Regions from separate parts of the Anser cygnoides genome. Here all the other regions are linked to region 1. Evidence: chromatin contacts called from public Hi-C data. All regions are on one chromosome and are shown on one strand. Each heading gives the region's core, a stretch centred on a gene start, on an enhancer-like site or on the middle of the called end of the contact. The rest is flanking DNA. Distances are from core to core; before and after follow the strand shown. Region 1 has its middle 16 kb from the start of ZFP36L1. Region 2 overlaps RAD51B (RAD51 paralog B). Region 3 overlaps RAD51B (RAD51 paralog B).

Region 1 (3,892 bases), core at 868-3,367:
GAGGTGGTGTGAACGGTCAGTGAGTTTGGGCTTGAAATTAAGCCTGAACCTGGTGTTATCCATATACAAGTCTATCAGCACTTGGGAATTCAGACTGAAGTTTATGTCTAAAATAATTCCACACATATTAAGAGGTTGGAAATATGATTTGGGGATAACTCACTGACCACCCTTTCTTTCCCTGCCTTGCCTCTCTGCTCTGTGACTATGACTAGGATCTCATAGGGCGTGTGGGCCCAGCCTAGACTGAATTTGTCTGTGGGGACATAGGTTTGTTTTTTAAGCCGTGGCTGCTCCTGGTGAGGTGGGGTTAGCCCTCACACATCCCACCATTTCTCCGTCCTTTGGTGACGTTGGTCCTCTGTACAAGGAGCAGAGTGGGAGCATGTGGTGTGTGAACAGAGATTTCTGCTGAGGCACGTGCAAGTGGTGTGCCCCCAAAAGGGAACGGGAGCTGCACCTTCCGCCCTCTTGGGCCATGAAGAACGACCACCCCTGAGGTCTCAGGAAGCTGAAAGCTGCTCCAGATCCACCCTTAACGCGAGAAGAAAACACACCCCTGCTCCTCTCTACATGTGGCTGCAGGTTCCTTGCCACAGCCTGAACCAGCCCTCCCTGATGATGTGTGGCCCTTAGGTGGTGCGACACCGCGCTTCTTGGGAGCCCAGCTGCCCACAACAGGCTTCCTCTGCTCACTTACTGCTGGGTGCTGCCCCGGTGAAGCAGCCTCCTGCCAGCTGCAAATCCAGCATGGCCCCGTGTCCTCCAAAATGAAGATTTCGTTCAACAGTTTTATGACTCTGTTACACAGCTCTGTTGTAAGCTTCCCACTATCTGCCTCAAGCAGCTCATCTCAGCGATTCCTCCCATGCTAATCTCTGTGATCTGTGACATGCATACAGCATCGACTGGAACAGAACCTCCCCTCTGCTGCGCCGTATTTGCCAGAACAGGCATAACTCAAGATAACCGGATTTGAAACAATCAGAGCAGGAAGCAGCAATAACTGGCCTGGAGGGAAGGCAGGGAGTTGCCCATAGACAGTTTTTCAGAAGGGTGCCCAATTTGTGATATCCGATCTCCTTCTGCGCTCCTTTAGCCCTGGTACAAAGGTAGGATGTAAGTCTTGCAGGAATTATCTTCACCCTCACTCCCTGGCTTCTGAGCGAGTGAGTTTAGATCTGCACCATCTTTTTCTTACGGCAGCGTTTCGCACGTGGTGACATGCGCAGAGACCTACATATGTGCGTGATGAAGACCTCCAGAGCCACATCTGCTTCAGACATGACACTGATGTCACCACCGCCGATGCAGATCTCTCTGTGGGAATGGTCAAGGCGGAGGACGGTGACGTTACTTTCTCCATGGAGCACACGGACCTCAAGGCTGGCTCTGGTACCGCTGACGCTTCCGCGGGCAGCACCCCGCAGCCCGTACGCAGCAGTGAGCCGGCCCTCTGCCCACCAGCGCCTTCATACCACGCGGGTCAGAGCGGGCCGAGGCAGGTCCTGGGCAGGCGCTCTCGCTGTCGAGCCGGCAGCTTAGTCACGGCGCTCTCCAGACAGCCATGTAAACATCACCCACAGTCCCCCGCAGCTGCCCTCCCCTCCGGCCTCTGCTGCAGCCCTGTCCCTCTGCGCCCCGTGCCAAGGGTCACAAGCTGGGACCAGCATTCGGGTGCCAAACGCAGCCCGTGGCTTTGAGCAGCCAGTCTGCTAGAGGTCGTCACACGCCTCCTTAAGCAAACAGGGATCCATGCCAGTTGATAAATCATTTACGAGGAGAAGTCAGAAGCAAAGAACTAGATTAACCAGGTCACTGGGTGTCCTGAGGGAATGACGTGTCAGTGGAGCTGAAACAGCAGATCCCACAGTTGCAATCTGCTGCCTTCTTCTGTCCTGACAGCAATTCATGGAAATCCCTGGAACTAGACACTAGTGATGGAAAAACCCATTAGCTCATCCAAGTCAGCTCGCTAGTTAAAGCAGTCACTCCCATTCTACATTTTTGGCAGAGTTAAAATGTCTCAAGAGAGGGGATTTCCACCAGTTCCTTCTCAAGGGGAAATTATTCCACCTATCAGGAAGACTGCCCTGAGTGGTGCTATTTTTGTAAAACAGAAGTAACTCCAAAGCCCAAGAGAAAAAAACAAAAGATTCTGATGCAGAAACACAGGCAGCGATGTTTTTCTGCCCCAACAGACATGTGCCATGCATGGCACACCTCCAAATGGAAACGCTGTGGGCACACGTGTGTGTTTATATATATATCCACCTAGGTGTGTTTATGTGTGTGTATACACACGTCCTCCCTCTGTCCAAAGGGTGGTTATGACCTTGTGCCTCCTTGTATAATCGATGTGTTGTATTGTGATCTCACACCTAGTTTAGACTTATGTAACGCCACTGACATCAAGGCAAAGAAAATTGCTAAATTAACTCTGAGGAGGGAACAGACGCGTGGAAAACGGGAGGCATCAGCTGGGTGCACACTTCCCATCCAAGCCTGGGGAGCGGGCACGTCGCCTTGCCGGGCCTCGGCTCCCCGAGCTGTGCCTCGAGGAGAGCGACCACCCTCACCGTGGCTAACTACGTTGCTGCTCAAAGCACTCGGGCCTGCGGTGATGGGAAAGGTGTTGCAATGCAGAGCAGCGCTGTGGAGGTTGTCAGCAGAGGCTATGGAGATTTTTGCAGCCAAGCTTTTCAGCACCTGGGAAGCACTTTGGGACAGTGGGGAAATAAATTAGCTGTGCAATGGCGTTTAAAGCCTTATCATTAGTTTCAGAGCTAATTCTGCATTCAGATGAATGGGCGTAGCACACATTGCTGAGCTAGAACTTGTAGAGATAGGGCGGATCGCTCTCTGTTCCCATTCAGAAAGCTTTCGGCCAGCAGAGCTCTAACTTGCAGTCTTGGTGGCGTAGGTCTGGAGCAGAGATCTGCGGCTAGGGTAGGTACAATGGCAATATTAGCAGCAAACAAACCCCATGTTATCCAGGGCCCTGATTACCATTGCAACGGGGTGTTGGCTATATGCATCTTACGAGAAGAAGGCGGGGTGCTGCCTGGGCGTTTGTCCTGAATTTGTAACTCCTTCTCAGCTAGTTGTTTTATTTGCCTCTCACAGTCTCACAGCTGGCACAGCTGTCTTCCCCATCTGGAACTCCTGAAACTCAGGCACTGTGTTTTGCAACATTGCCAGGACCCGACTGCCATGTACCCGTCAGTTATATTAAGGCTGCCCTCACGAGCACGCTGTGCGTTCTTGCGTTATTGTAGGGAGCTCATGAAGGCTGCTCTGAGCATCCCTGGCTTTGGGCTGGGCCTTCTGCTTTGCGGGGTTTATACCTTGTTCGTTTAACACAAAACACAGTGAAGTGCAAAAAAGTCCTGTGAGGACTGACATGGAGTGTGGAAAAAGATCTAACCAAAAAGGCGTAGGTCAAATTCTGGGCCTTGGCCGGGTCCCTTTAATTGCTGTCAAGTACCAGTGCCAGTTGACCTACTAAGCCCCTTGCCCCTTGCACTGTGGAGGGATAAGAGCGGGTGAAGCCCAGTAATAGTTTAACTATGATTAACTCTCTGCCAGTTCCACAACAGAGGACGAAAGGTGCTGACTCCGGGCGCTTCCACACGCCAGCCCACGCTCTCCCGCCACCCCTCACGCTGCTGGCCTGCCTTCCCCACAGCCTGAAACTCCAGCCTGACCCTCGGCAAGGACAGGAAACCTGAGCCTGCTGTGACTCTGCAGCCAGGTCTCTGGCAGAGTTTACGTGGTGCTTGCTCCCTAAAGGAGGGCCAGAGGAAGAGGAAGAGCCATCTTGCTCTCGATGCTTAAGACACCTCTCCATTTCCCTATGCCTGTAAGGTCCCACTGCTCCCCACAACCACAC
Region 2 (3,892 bases), core at 665-3,164, 230 kb after region 1:
TTAGCACTGCCATTCAGCCACTGGACCTTTCTCAAAATACTTCGCATAGACTAAAAAGCCTTCGCAAACAACAATTTTTGATCACAGCCTCACTCCCTGCATTTGAACTGGTGAACGAAGTTATCTGTCCTTTATACTCCCAGGATTATTTCAGCACTGGTTCTCTTTCAGGAGTGTTTTCAAATCTCAGCGAGTGACAATTTCCTGATGTAGATGGTTGAAAATCTCCAGTCATTAAGAGTTCAGGGTGGGGATGTTAACCACAAGGGCTACGTTTAACGATCTCGAATTTACGATTTCTTGTACGCAAACTGAGTAAACTGCTTTAATTTGCATTACGATGACGGTCATTTCTCTGAAAATTTAGCCTTTGGTGTTCTTAACACTGGTCACGTAATTAACAGTTAAAACAATTCCCTCTAGGTGTAAATAAAAACAACAAGCGTACTTGGATCATCAGCCAAAGTTGTCAAAAACGAAATTCCAGGATGAGACAATTCCCTTTCAGCCTGCAACATGGAAACAGAGGTCAGCCAAACATTCGGGGGCTAGAGATGATGGTTTGCAAATTACAGCTGTTCACATCTGGAGTTCAGATTTGGCCAAACTCCTAATATTATCCATCACAAAACCTAAACTGAAAGAATGTTTTGGTTGTATGATGAGGAACATAAAAGTTAGGAAACATTAAATGTAAAAAACGGTACGTGTGACTAACTCTGCCTAGCAAATGCAGAGTGAGGGACCCGGTTATTTCTCGCAACAAACAGCATCAGGGCTGACTGTGGTGTTTCTGTGAATAGGGAACCACGTTTCTGTATTTGCCAGTGTACCTCTCACCGGCTGCATCTGTTTCTTAGCGTAGAGGGATCCATGACGCGAGCTGAGGGCTGTGACAGTGGCCTGAAGAAGTGCTTTTGGGGCTGGCCTGGCAACCCTTCCACACCTAGCGGGCAGGGACAGCCGAGTGCTTGGAGTACCTTCACCACATAGGCCAACCGGGCACTTCTGTACTTCTTTATTACACAGCTGCTACACTCCCACAAAATGCCTTCCCTCCCATTATAAGATAACGACAAAAAATTTTAGTACCTGCACAGCCCACAGTGGCTCACTGTTCAGAACGGATTCATTTACAAAGCTGAAAAATCATGCGTGTGTGCATACTTATACACGGAGCGAGGCAGTAACATGGAGGATGTTAAAATGAACGAGGATTACAAGGGTCTGGCTTCCCTCCCTGATTGACCCGGACCTTCCAGGAGCCTCCCAGCCAGCCAGCCCCTTTCTTCACGTCGCAGGTCCCGTCCCGGCCCTGAGGAGGTATATTCTTTTTTCTTCATCTCATTCTCAATAAGCAATGACTCACTTTATCTCAAACTAACCAAATAAATTCAATTTTGGACAGCCACCAGGACTGGAAAATTTCATCCTGATAAGCTGTTCTGCCTGGACACAGAGGGGTAGAAGGGAAACAGTTATATGGCCTTAACTATAGGAGGTTCCTTCCGCTCCTGCTATAATGCAAACTATTTTGAGACTTGCCAAGTTTGTGCTGTAGGCTGCATCAGGCATCAACAGGACACCGAAGTGCTCTGTGGAGAATAACGCATAAATCCAAAATGATCTTTTGCTGCAGTGACTCTTCTCTCCTGAGATGTATTACATTTTTTAAAGTCAGTGAAAAAAAAAAAAAGCAAAATATCACTTTTAACGCTTGGACTACAAAATGGTTGAATCCTCCAGGGGCCAGGCAGGGCCAGAAACAACTTTTTTTTCCCCTTTTTCCCAGATTTGGGGGTGGGGGGGAGGGCAAGGGGAAAGGGAGAGAGCAAAGAGTGCTTGGTTTCAAATAGCAACATTGTCCAAAAGGGTGAAAGGGAACAGATGGCCGTGGAGAATGCAGCCTCAAAGCGCCAAAGAAAAGGGCTATTTTGACAGATCTTGCTGTTTCCTATTCAAGCATGAACACTCTGGCATGGAGAGTTAAGACGATACAAGGAACAACCTCTGTTCCCAGCAACTGACTATGGGCAACTGGCCTCTGAAGCTCTGAGAAAAACAACATGAGACAGACAGACAAACAGATATGGCAGCAAGCCCAGATCTCAGCCACCGGGGGGGGGGGGGGCGAGGGGCAAAAAAAAAAAAAAAAAAAAAAAAAAAAAAAAAAGCAGAAAGGCTAGAAACAGCTGCCTTTTCCTGGCTCCAGCGCAGAGCATTAGAAAGAGCCTGTCCAGCCTTTCTCATCTTCCTTTTCAGTGAAACTTCTTGGAGGGGTCACCCTCAAGCTGTTGGTCTTTGCCCTGAGGGGAGGTGAAAAAGAGGACAGATCACAACTCGTCTAGCTCAATGAAACCTGCTTCCTTTAATCACAAAGACCTCCCTCCAGCCAGCTAAGAGGAACTTTAAATGTAAAAAAGCATAATTAATTCTAGAGTTTTGCATGCAAAAAGGTTGAGAAATTTAAAGTTGTGGCTCCCACAGTACGCGTAATTTGTTTGCACAGTGTACAGCAGCGAGCCATTATATCCGAGGGCAGGGAGAATTGTACTCGCTGTGGGAAACACGGCTAATGTATGTCCTGACTTCTTCTATCCGTCCTAATCGGGAGAACGCACCCACAGCTGTTTCGTTCGCTGTTTCTGTGCATCTACCAGCAGCCGCAGGCTGCAGTTTTGAAGGTCTGCTTCCCATCCATCCCCAAAACGTGGAGTGAGATCAATCCACAAAGTGCAGCCAGGCTTCACTGTTTCCAAAGTCAGTCAAACGAGAGGAATGAAACCGGCTGCGTGAATTTCTTTCTGATTTATATATCATTTTCATTTTTTTTTTTAGAACAAAGCCTGCTAACACTGCTTTCCAGCCTATACCTGTCTGTGGGCAATGCCACCACACATCACCTTCCCCTCGTGCTGTGATGGGACCGCAGCAGTGGCAGCTTCGTGCAGCAGCTGGGGTGAGGAAGAGGGGGGTAAACATTAACCATCCTCACAGCTCTTCCCTGAGGCGGGGAAGTAGCTATCATCCCAATTTTACTGTCCCCCTTTTCAAAAATCATTGAAGGAAAAAGATAATAAAGAATCGTGGGTGTTCGCATGCCAGAACTGAGAATGGAGAAATGCAAATGCAACATACTGATCCTATCTGGGCCTTTGTTCCCTCATCTGTGAAACAGCATTTGTTAACTTTGGTCAATAAATAGTAAATGTGTACAAAAACAGACACCGGCTACAAATCACCTTGAAATCCTCAGGCTCTAAAGGAATCCATATTATTACCAAAACCTTGGCTTTCTACAACAGGTAAATAGTTTTTTGTTTGTTTGTTTGCTTTGTTTCCACAAAGGATAGTCAATAAACCCATTATTAGCTGTAATTGTTAATTTATAACTAAATAGATAGGATCTGACTATTAGAAGTAGTCAGACAATAAATAAAGTACCTTATTTAGGCTAAATCAGATAAAATCTCTCTTTTCTTATAATCATGAGCTTCCTGAGCAGAAAAACTGCTTCAGGCTATATTTACTAAGGGAATCTAAAACGTCGATTATTGACCAACTATTAATTAATATTGAACTTGTTAATTTGCCTTTCTTCCCTTAGTTCCTTGAATAAAGTCAACCCTGTACAATTACCCAGCAGTTTTCATCCTGCTTTACTTGTGTTGTATGTCTCCTCCTGTTCTCTGTCACTGCCATTGTAATGAACAGTGCTCACAAACTGATTCTGTCTTTCACATCGCAGGACAGGTGGTCCCACAGTATATTCCCACACATTCCAAATATTTTAAGTGTTCCACATCTGTTGTCCAAAGCATTTTTAGTTCCCTGCAAGAACAGTAGGAGAGGAAAACAAAAAGTTTATATATAACATAGTAATGGACCTTTT
Region 3 (3,892 bases), core at 955-3,454, 130 kb after region 1:
GAGGAGGGCGTGGGCCAAGCTGAAGTTTTCCAGAGCACCGTACCAGATGGAGCAGAGGAAAAATGCTTCTCTCTCGAGGCTCAGAAAGGTGGAGTTAGAAGCTCTGAACTCAAACAAATTGCAGGGAATGTTCTCCATTCCCCATTCCCTATGAGCACTGTTTGGCAATGCTGGTTATCAGGGATGGTTTGGACCTTAAAAAGCAATGAATGTGCCTTTCTGTATGTGGCAATGCAATGCTTTTACAGTGACACCACGGAGACTGACATGCTCCGCTTATCCATCATTACCAGAGCCATGCAAACCTTCTCCCTTACGAGCCAGCAGCGCGTTTCCATTTCCATCTGGCCGGTTGATGCGTAAGGATGAGATCAAAGCTCATCATGTAACAAACTACACTAGCTACCAATCATGCTCCAAGTCAGCACATTTACACTAGAAGATGGTTTTGTGTTAAAACATCTGTTTACAGATATGATGCTAAACATAATGGCTACATTTAAAATTATGGCTGAAGGCAGCTAACTCCTATGATCCAGACTTAAAACTTTTCAGGTAGGAACAGCCACCCTTCTTAACTTCTCTGAGTGCCCACCCGTGTGTTAGTTAACACACGGTGTCAGATGTTGGAATTTTTCAGTGTAAGTAGTTTCAGCTGGGTTTTACTGGGTTTTAAAACATTTTGGCTAGTCAGGCCTAATTTTCTAGGTCTGGACAGGGTTTTAAAATGTGCTTTCAAATGTGACTAGCTGTGATCACACTAAGGACAAAATAGCATTTAAGCATGTGCTAGTTAACAAATAGCAGAATATTGTGTCCGGTTTTAAGCCACAGAGTACAAGAGAGACTCTGGCAAACTGAAGAAAAGTCCAGTGGAAGGACCCTAAAATGGTCCTAAAACAAACAATTTGAGTTCAGCCTGGAGAAGGCTAAGGCAGGAGACTTCAGATAAGATGACAGAATGAGATTAGAATTTGATTATTTTTACAAAAATGCTGTTACAGAAACCAAATTTAGAGATTTCACCAAAGATAATTTGATAATTTGTCCACTAGGAACTGGAATAACTCAATTCATGTGAGTGAAAACTGATTTTTGATTATCACCACAGGCTAAAATGGAAAGTGTCCCAAACTACCTAGAGAGGAGATGCTGTATATATCACAATACCAACTACTAAAAGTAACTGAATCACTTAGTCTTACAGATGGAGATCTTGTTTAAAGACTGAATTTTCTGCATGGTGTCATCAGTCCTCAGCAAAAGAGGCATGGCAAGGTCTAGTCTCTTTACCTATTTATTTTGAACACACAAAAGGCTTAAACTTCTCTGAGTACAGAATCAGTCATCTAACTAAATAAAGCAACTACTTATGTGCTATGTGGTCTTGGTCAAGTCACTCAAAAGCTTACCACTTGAGATTATGGCTCTGCAGCAGTCTAAATTAAACTAACTGTCGGCTTATGTGGTCCAGCTCTGGCTATGCATTCCCATTCCTCTCTTACACCCAAAACATTGCTCATTAGGCCATTCACCAAGCCATTTCACTGATTTAGGGGAGCATAAAACTCACCTAACAAAAAGCAAGTAACATATCCTTTGCCACAAACTGGGATCACAAGAACAGCTAAACCTATAGGTAAGAAGTAACATTTAACCTCATTTCATTTTAGATAGCTGCAAATTTTGACGGGTTTGGGGTTGATTTTTTTGTTTGTTTGTTCCTTTTTGAGAAGGGAAAGGGAAATTTTGGAAAACAAAATAAAGTGCTCATTCTCATATACAAAACATATTCCAACATGCTTTATCTGTTACTATCAGGTCAATTTCCTTATTAAAATGTTGAAGTGAAAATTAATGAAACTTTGTGAATGCTTGCATGAAAATGTTTGTTTTACAATGAAAATACAGGCACGCCATGACAATACTTAGTGTGGAAGGGAGAAAGCATTTCAGATACTTTTTATATCTTACAGAACATTATGTAATTTGTTACTTAGATGTCACTAAGCTACATTAAAAAAAAATAATAAAAAAATTAGATGTACCAAAAAATATGCAAATGCCCTTTTTTCCCTGTGGTATGGTCTGTAGGATCCAGGGTTCTGACCCCAGTAAGACCCTCAGCCTGGCAAGTAAGTGTGTGACTGAAAGTTGCAGGACCTTGTTGCACCACAGCACTCTCTGTGCTGGAGCCCCCTTGCAGACCATGGTGACCTGCACACTCCATTTTTTTTCTTCTCTGCCTGGGATCTGGCAATGACCTCCTGCAACCCAACTCCTCTCCCCACCAGTGTTTTCTCCAGGCTCTGAGTTGACCTGGCTAATGCTTTTAGCTGTGAGGAGATGAAAAGAAGGAAGAAAAAAGAAAAAAAAAGGGGGAGAAAAAAAAAAAAAAAGCAAGCCCTGCAGATGAAAGTCTGAGGCAGTGTTTTCCTTTCCAAAGTGCTGCTACATTCCCATAAGCTTGTGGTTTCCTGCATTCTGCTGGAGGGCTTTTTTTTAAAAAATCCTTTTGGTGATATCTGAAGAGGGAAAATGTCCAGCACTAACAGGAGGCCTTTTGTTCTATTCGTTTCTAAGTGGACTTTAACCCAGTTACTACAGACTGAGTCACTGTAGAAACAAATAAAATAAAAGCTCTCTGTTTTGTCCCTCTGGACAGGTCAGGGACATGTTAAGTTCTGTTCTCCCTTTCCTACTTCATGGAATCAGTACTGGACCTGGCATTGCACTGCACTAATAATGAACATAGTTTATGGCTGTTCTTTTTTATATGTCCTGGCAACCCCTACAGAGTGGATATTTCAATAGAGCCAACATTTCATTAACAAAATAAATGCACAAGGGGTGTATCTATGGGTAACGAGATAAAATTAAATGGAAGAAAGGCCTGCTAGCAGGGACCAGTAAGATCTGTGTAAGCATGACACATAAAGGTGCATGTCTGAGCTATTTTGGTACTTTCTCACGTCTCAAATCTCTTAATAACTCACAGCAAACAACTTCTTGTCTCTGGATATGACTGTAAGACTCCCTTGCCATCAGGCTGAATTTTAAGCTGAATTTGAGAGTTGAATTATGATCATTCCCTGCAGTTCAGTTTGCTGTGACAAGTTATATCCTGTCACCATACACCCATTTTAGGATAAATCACAACCTATTCAGATCCCAAACATCTAAACTAAAACAGATCTAAAAAAAAAAATAAGCATCCCATGCATAGGCCTGTGGTTCCCTGGGGCTTACTGAGGCTCTGGAAATTTTGTGCACAAGAGGACTCACAACTGCCCCTCCCCTTCCCCCTTCTCTCACCAGCCCGCCTTCCCTGGAAGCCTTTTTAGCTCCTCAGCCGTCCCTTATCTCTGCACTCTCAGCACTGGCCAAACAGCTGCCTGCTGCAGCTGCCAGCCCAGAGGCAGGCTGTAGGCTTGCCTTCGCCACCCTCTTGTACCCTCCTTTGGAGCTGGTTTCTGCAGTGCTTATCTGAAGCCGCCGTGTTGCTTTCCCACAGCACCCTTCCCAGTCCAGGGTACTCCAACTCATTTTTAAAGTGGGCCATACTGGGAGGGAGCTAGCAGTAGGTGGGCCAGCAATGCCTTTAACCGCTGTGGAGTGGGCATGCATGCAGAGGTAGGACAGCAGGAGACTGGGACACTTCGCAGGGAGAGTTTTGTACCCGCACATGACTGCTCTGTCAGCACAGAGAACTGAACTCAAGCGAAGCCCAGACTGTGCCAGGCCATGGGTGTGAGTCAGCAGGAGTTTCACATGCGGCCAGCATCGTGCCGGGCATGGGAGGGCAGAGCACAGAGGGACAGGACTGCACCAACACCAGCGCCGCTGTGCAGTCAGGGCTGCGCTCAGCACTGCACCAGGCCTCCTGCTCCCC

What was found. Hi-C and Micro-C count contacts between places; a contact is called where the count stands out from the background.
Region 2: a contact with region 1 is called in a Hi-C map of liver, with 2.3 times the contacts expected there. The contact joins two enhancer-like sites. A contact is called at or near these places in 3 of 7 Hi-C or Micro-C datasets (granulosa cells and liver).
Region 3: a Hi-C map of liver shows a contact between it and region 1, with 2.1 times the contacts expected there. The contact joins two enhancer-like sites. A contact is called at or near these places in 3 of 7 Hi-C or Micro-C datasets (fetal liver and liver).

The regions. Positions count from the first base shown.
Region 1 is chr5:29,312,201-29,316,092 of Taihu_goose_T2T_genome, reverse strand. No RefSeq gene overlaps it. Among named protein-coding and RNA genes, the nearest start is that of ZFP36L1, 16 kb to the right of the region's middle. Within about 2 kb of position 2,117, at least 3 of the 3 cell types and tissues checked have open chromatin away from gene starts, as enhancers often do. A contact at or near this core is called in fetal liver and liver, where this site is marked.
Region 2 is chr5:29,082,638-29,086,529 of Taihu_goose_T2T_genome, reverse strand. All of the region lies in intron 8 of RAD51B (RAD51 paralog B), which reads right to left. LOC136791005 (a long non-coding RNA gene) reads left to right here. Exons shown (of 3, transcript XR_010832058.1): 3 at 424-2,136. Among named protein-coding and RNA genes, the nearest start is that of ZFP36L1, 210 kb to the left of the region's middle. Within about 2 kb of position 1,914, at least 1 of the 3 cell types and tissues checked has open chromatin away from gene starts, as enhancers often do. A contact at or near this core is called in liver, where this site is marked.
Region 3 is chr5:29,182,758-29,186,649 of Taihu_goose_T2T_genome, reverse strand. All of the region lies in intron 10 of RAD51B (RAD51 paralog B), which reads right to left. LOC136791006 (a long non-coding RNA gene) reads left to right here. Exons shown (of 2, transcript XR_010832059.1): 2 at 1-2,055. Among named protein-coding and RNA genes, the nearest start is that of ZFP36L1, 110 kb to the left of the region's middle. Within about 2 kb of position 2,204, at least 3 of the 3 cell types and tissues checked have open chromatin away from gene starts, as enhancers often do. A contact at or near this core is called in fetal liver and liver, where this site is marked.